2 separate regions of the Mus musculus genome follow, and region 2 is linked to region 1. The links are chromatin contacts, called in public HiChIP or PLAC-seq maps. All regions are on one chromosome and are shown on one strand. The core of a region is the stretch at or near the end of the contact, and the rest is flanking DNA. Distances in the headings are between cores, read along the strand shown. Region 1 has its middle 73 kb from the start of Gm26422. Region 2 has its middle 8.2 kb from the start of Gm26422.

What was found. HiChIP or PLAC-seq counts read pairs in DNA pulled down with a chosen protein or histone mark.
Region 2: a contact with region 1 is called in a CTCF HiChIP or PLAC-seq map of the NIH/3T3 cell line, with 19 read pairs. The contact joins two enhancer-like sites. A contact is called at or near these places in 1 of 39 promoter capture datasets (stem cell-derived epiblast-like cells), 1 of 15 datasets of contacts at CTCF or cohesin (the NIH/3T3 cell line) and 3 of 484 Hi-C or Micro-C datasets (embryonic fibroblasts, liver and uterus).

The regions. Positions count from the first base shown.
Region 1 is chr2:61,205,944-61,209,127 of GRCm38.p6, forward strand. No RefSeq gene overlaps it. Among named protein-coding and RNA genes, the nearest start is that of Gm26422, 73 kb to the right of the region's middle. Within about 2 kb of position 1,463, at least 15 of the 459 cell types and tissues checked have an H3K27ac peak or open chromatin away from gene starts, as enhancers often do. A contact at or near this core is called in the NIH/3T3 cell line, where this site is marked.
Region 2 is chr2:61,286,914-61,290,097 of GRCm38.p6, forward strand. No RefSeq gene overlaps it. Among named protein-coding and RNA genes, the nearest start is that of Gm26422, 8.2 kb to the left of the region's middle. Within about 2 kb of position 1,543, at least 9 of the 459 cell types and tissues checked have an H3K27ac peak or open chromatin away from gene starts, as enhancers often do. A contact at or near this core is called in the NIH/3T3 cell line, where this site is marked.

The DNA of each region.
Region 1 (3,184 bases), core at 213-2,712:
AGCTATACAGTCAGATTCAGTAGGAAAAGGAACCTAAACTAAAGTTGTGTGTGTGTGTGAGTGTGTGTGATAAGAATGCATGATCAGTACATATTTGATGATTATATCATGCAGCAAGTACTAAATCTACACAGGGAACAGGCTTCTAGAACACTTGAAAATACTAATAGTGTATGGCAAGTTGTTTTACAGAAACTAACTTGTCACTACATATCTTGAAAAATGAAATGATTCAGAAGAAACCCTTTTGTTAACTGTTACTAAAAGGTGACATCCGTACTATGTCAAGTTATCGATGACAAAATGAAAATGTGGTGCAAGGTCGCAGGAAAAGTCTCAGCCGACACAGCTGTGACTGTTGGTGGACAGGAAATAACTCTGTGCTTTGTTTTTTGCTTCTTATTTGTTTGTTTGATTGATTGATTGACTGATGATTGATTTTTTACATAGCTCCTCCTTTTCTAAAGGTGTTCTTTATATCCTTCCTGGACGGATAATCTGGTACTGGCAAGCAGTTAAACTTTGAGGAGTATTCCCTCTCATTTTATGTACAACAAAACAAATCATATATGCAGGATGGTCCATTTTCTCAGAAAAGATAGTATTGACTGAAATCTTTACTGAGCAAAAATGTAGAAACTTCTTTAAATTGGTGTCTTCTCCCCATTTTCTCCCAAATTGATCTGAATGTCATCACAGCAAGAAGTCCAGCAGATAATCACCTTGTTCCAAAAGAATGACAAAAACTCAGTTATCCCAGCCTGACTTGCATTGTTATATATTTATTTATAGACACATATATCCAAAAATATGTAAAATGCTTTTGACTCATGAGTAATGTTGAATCATGTTGAAAAAATTATAAAAGAGGGGTGTGTGTAAAATATATAGTGCTAAAAATAATAAAGTCTTAAAAAACTAAGAGGCAGGCTGAATGTTTCCACTCACAGACAACATGATGTATTGTAAAGTGACCCAGACTAAGACAGTACAGAATTGAAATGAGAATATCACTCTGAGGACCAGGATGAAACATCTAGATAAAATCAGATAGATTCAGTCACATGATCTTTGACAAGGATTACACTGCAAAGCAAGAAAGGGTCATCTTTTCAGCACATGATGCCAGGTTAATTGCTTTCTGACGAAATAAATCATCTGCATTGATGCCGGAGAATTCTTCACCTCTCGTTTTGTAATCACATCCCAACATTCCCACACATGCACGTGTTATTTCAGAGTTCTAGAAGAGATACCTCAAGAGTAACAGAAGTCAGTACCAGGACACCTCAGGAAGTCCCAGAAGAGCAGCAGCCGATTGCATTACTCAACACATACTTACTAGCATTATTAGAGGCTCAATGATGAGAGGGTGGGATTTTTGTCTTAAAGGGTGAGCATGAATCATGGTCATTAAAACTTTCCCTTTAGTATGGACCACTGGTGAATCATCCAGAGAAAACAGTCCTGCCTCATTCAGTTTGGCTCTATGGGGACACACTTGCCACGCTGTTAGTGCATCATGCCTTCCTTTGTTACTGAATACTTGGAAATGCTTCTCTTTGTCCTAGGAGGACTCCCAGCCCATAGACATATATTATTATCTCTCTCATCCTTGGGCTGCCTTCCAACCACTTACCTCCCCTGACATCTTGTCTCAAAGGCAAAACAGGGTTGCTGGACATTTCACTAGAAGACGGTTGATAAGCACTCAGTTTGTTTTATTTGGACAGCTTAACCAATGTGTAGTGACGGCAACTACAATGTAAAGCAGGCTCTCCCTAGACCTGGAGGGAATTAAGCCTGGTGGTAGGGAGGGACAGAATCTGGAAGGACACTGTGGGAGTACGGAGAATCTGTAAGCTTTCTGTAAGGAAAGGTAGTCTTACAAGTTAATTTATTTCAGGATTTGGGGGCTGTTATTCTTCTTTGGAAATTACTGATTTCAGCATCTTGAAAATCTGATGTAAAATGAAAAAAATTGAGGAAGAAGAATAATGAAGAGGCTTAAGTTGCCAGACCCAAATCTAGTGGTTCTGACTCTTTTTTTTTTTGTTGTTTGTTTGTTTTTGTTTGTTTTTCAAGACAGGGTTTCTCTGTATAGCCCTGGCTGTCCTGGAACTCACTTTGTAGACCAGGATGGCCTTGAACTCAGAAATCCGCCTGCCTCTGCCTCCTGAGAGCTGGGATTAAAGGCGTGTGCCACCACACCCGGCATGACTCTAACTTTCAATGAGGAAAGAGAATAGTTCCTAGCTTAAAAAAGAAGAATTACAAATATTTTGCCTGTGCCCAGGCTCAGTGCTTTGATGAGCCATTCAAGACAAATACAACCTGAAACTGGCTTTTCAATTCAACCAAAAGCAGGGTAATGATGCTCTGTTGCAACTCACTTCTGCCCTTGATTGGTGTTTAAAGAGGGGTTATTTGATCCACATAAATCCTAATGGATTTCTAAGTATATCTTATTAATGTAACATGACTTTTAAACTGGCATTAACAAATAGTGGTTTATTCAAATGGAGTGTGTGTGTGTGTGTGTGTGTGTGTGTGTGTGTGTGTGTATGTGTGTGTGTGTGTATGTGTGTGTGTGTGTGTGTGTGTATATATATATATATATATATATATATATATATATATATATATATTATATAAAGGTGAGACAACCCCTCAATTCTTTGTCACATTGTATGATCATGTCCACCGGCCTGCTTCTCACTGTCTGTTCCTTCGCTCTTGTCTCTTTTCAATGCTATTTTAAAAGAAATATACAGCATTGTCTTTGGCCTTGAATGATATTTTACTCACATATAAAATGTACACATTATCCAGCACTATTTTTACTAATATTACAGGAATTCAGAGAACGGTGAGCTCATTATAGGTTTGGGGGATTTACCAATGGCTAGTTAATTAACAAAAACATTCAATATTTATTTGTGAACTGGCCACTGGAGGCTTGTGAAAGGATCGGAGCCTCAGGAGCCATGTTTAAAAGGGACTCACCAAGTGCAAATGGCAGGGCTGTATGGAAGTTGGGTCAGGGCAGGGCGAGGTGGTTCCATAGAACAAACTGATCAGAATGGGCGAGTACAGTCTATAAAGAGGCCTGGGATGCTGGGGCAGGAATTACCTTGCAATTGTTTGCAGCAAGTCATAATAGGTCTTCAAAGAGGCTGTTATT
Region 2 (3,184 bases), core at 293-2,792, 81 kb after region 1:
GTGCTGGTCACCTTGAAGCAGATTACACATGTCACTGTGTAAAACACTCCATCCTGAAAGCTAATGGAAATTTAAGATCAGCTGCTTAGTCACTGAAGTTTTTGAGCTTGCACAGAAAGTGTCCTGTTTGTTTGTTAATTAGAAAAAGTGTATCAGTAAGAGTTGAAAAAATTCTTTTTTAAAACGCAATCACATGGATTGTGGAGATGGTTTATGGACAAAGTCCTTGGCATTGAAACATGAGGACTAGAGGTTGGATCTCTCACACTCAAATGCTGGCTGGCTGTGGAAAGTTGCCTATAATCTCAGTGCATGGGATGTGGAGACAGGGATCCACAGAACAAGCTGGCTAACTAGACTAGCGGAATTGATGAGCTCTCCATTCAAGTGAAGAACCCCACTTTAATATGTAGGATGGAAATGTCCAACATCCACCTTAGGCCTCTATGCACATGCTCACATTGCGTACACACACACACACCCATCTGCTCACACATATGTGGGTATGCATGCAAAAATTGTCAAGAAAGGGGAAAAGCTAGAATGCATCAGACTTTCCCCTAATATAATCAAGAATGAAAACAATTAGAAAGCTAACACATTCTCAAACAGTGTTATACAATATCACATCCATTTCTATACTGTCCAAATCATCTTAAGTTTTGGCAAAGTGGAAAGATGCTGCTATAAACAGAACAAGAGAAACAAAACTCTTAAATTGTTTAAATGTTTCTGAACCCAGCAATTTCAAGCTCCCTGTTTCTCATGCCTACTCACAGACTGAAAACCATTCTGTATTTCTCTCGCCAATATAAGAATGTAACCAGACATGCTACCCTCCTAAGAAAAGATACAGGTTCTACTGACTCACAGGTTCCCCTGTGCCCAGTGGCCTTGACAGTGCCTAATCGGAGACGTTGCCTGCCATTGTACTTTTGCTAAAAGTGTCCCTCTACATGTGCCACAAAGATTTGTGAAAATGAAAACTCTTTAATAGATGTCATCCTGTTTAAACAAACTTTATTGAGTTCTACAATCAGAAGAATCTTGCAGACACAAGCAGGTAGTATGGGATAGCCCATGTCTTTAGAGAGCATAGTATTTTGTAAGCAGGATAGGATAACCCATATATAGCTTTGTGTTTTTCTTTAGATTCTAAGATGCAAAAAAAAAAAACCCTAACCAAAAATATATTAAAATCTCTGACACAAAAATATTATTTCCTTAATTGAATTAGGTGGGAAAGATGACCTATCAAAATACTTACCAATTTTTTTAAACTTTCCATTGACTCTTTGTGAATTTCCCATCATGCACCCCATCCCACTCATCCTCCCCATCCCAGTGTATCTGCCCCCTGCCCTTGCAACCTCCCCCACAAAAGAAAATAAAAAAATAAAAAAAACAACAAAAAAAATCTTGTTGTGGAAGCTGCAGTGTGTCACAGTGTGTCACAATGTGTCATATGGTACACCCTTTTGCTCCAACAGTTTTACTTGCACATATTCATTGCAATGAGTCATTGGACTGGTTCCAGGCCTCTGGCTTCTAATACACCATCAATACTGGATCCTCAGTGAGAGTCTTCTTGGATAGCCTGTTGTAGCCCTGTGTCGTGGAGATTCCATAGCTCTGATTCTGCAGGCCCTGCCCCTTTATGTTGTCTAGCAGTTCATAGAGGGTGGGGGTGGGCTAACTCAAAGACACGGATCTGGGTCTGGGTGGTAGTGAGCTAGTCAGCCCAATTTTTTAAGACTCAGCCAGGTGTGGTAGCACATGCCTTTAATACCAGCACTGGTAAGGCAGAAGCAAGGAGATATATGAGTTCAAGGCCAGCCTGGTCTACAGAGTGAGTTCCAGGACAGCCAGGGTTACACAGAGAAACCCAATCTTGGAAATAAACAAATAGCAAACAACCCCCCTTCTGAAAGACTCCTGGCGAGAACCAGGCTCTTAAATATCTGTGAAGCAGTAAGCCAATGGGAAAGGGCTGGAGAAAAAGATGTATAAATATCCAGGTGGCTCTAATGAAAATTGGTAATAAAAGAGGGATAAGATATGTTTCAATATATAAAATAATGTATGTAACTGTTGAGTCCTTATGAAGGTATTATCAGAAAAAAGTAACTATTTTATTTGCAAGACTATGTATGAGGGAGGTAATATGAAGAGTAATTATCTAAATTCAAACACTCCACTGCGTTTGTGTTGACTTTTATAGTATATTTATTTTTATTTTAATACCATTAAGATGCACTTTAGTAAGATAGACATAGAAACCTTCTAACTCCCTTACATGGGGTGTTTTTTTAATCATTATTTAAACAAAACCCTTATCTCCATTAACACCCGAGTATTCTTCTAGATAGTTCTTTAAGCAGTAGTTCCCGTGAATATTTTGCAAAATGGTGATTACTCTGACTGAGAAGTCATAGAACTGAATCCTCCACGTTTATAGACCGACTCCTGCCATCTAAATGATCAACGTGCAGAGAGCATTGAAACCAGCAACTCCCACCAGACTCTCTCTCTACCTCTCAGCAAGTCCCTCTACTGCCAGTTTCTCTGACTCTGCTATAGACCAGGTAGCCTGAGTGCTGACCTCATGCCCTGCCACTATCTATGGACTCAAAGGTTCCAGCAGCTCTTCCTTACAAGGCCACTGCTGTTGGTACGTAGACATCTGAAACCATCTAGCAGATTCACTCTGCAGGAGATTTACTTGATGCTCCCCTTCATCTTAGGAGGGGCTCCAAGTACATCATTTGTCTTTACTTACAGGTCAGAAACTCAGGGAAGCCTGCTTCTGCTCACAGGGAGAAAGTGTCTGGCAAAATCAAAATCCAGGTCATTCCAGATCTGTTCTTTCTCCCACACCATATTGGATGTAGAAATGCAAAGGAAAAAAAATGTTTTTCTGAAACTTATTCTGTTTGTTTTTCCCCACGGATTTTTATACTATTTTCCTACAAAAACCCAAGAAGTAACATTGTGTTAAGGACAGTGTAAACATTAGATATGTCTTCTTGATGGGTCTAGGGACAGAAAGTGTGCTCTAAATAGGAAGGAGACTTCCATTTCTATAAGTTTATATAGGTCAAGATTTTTAGCACACTCCCTAACAATATTTTAAATGACTATTCCTCTCCAGATAATCCAATTCCTAGTATGGAGCAGGGAGGGT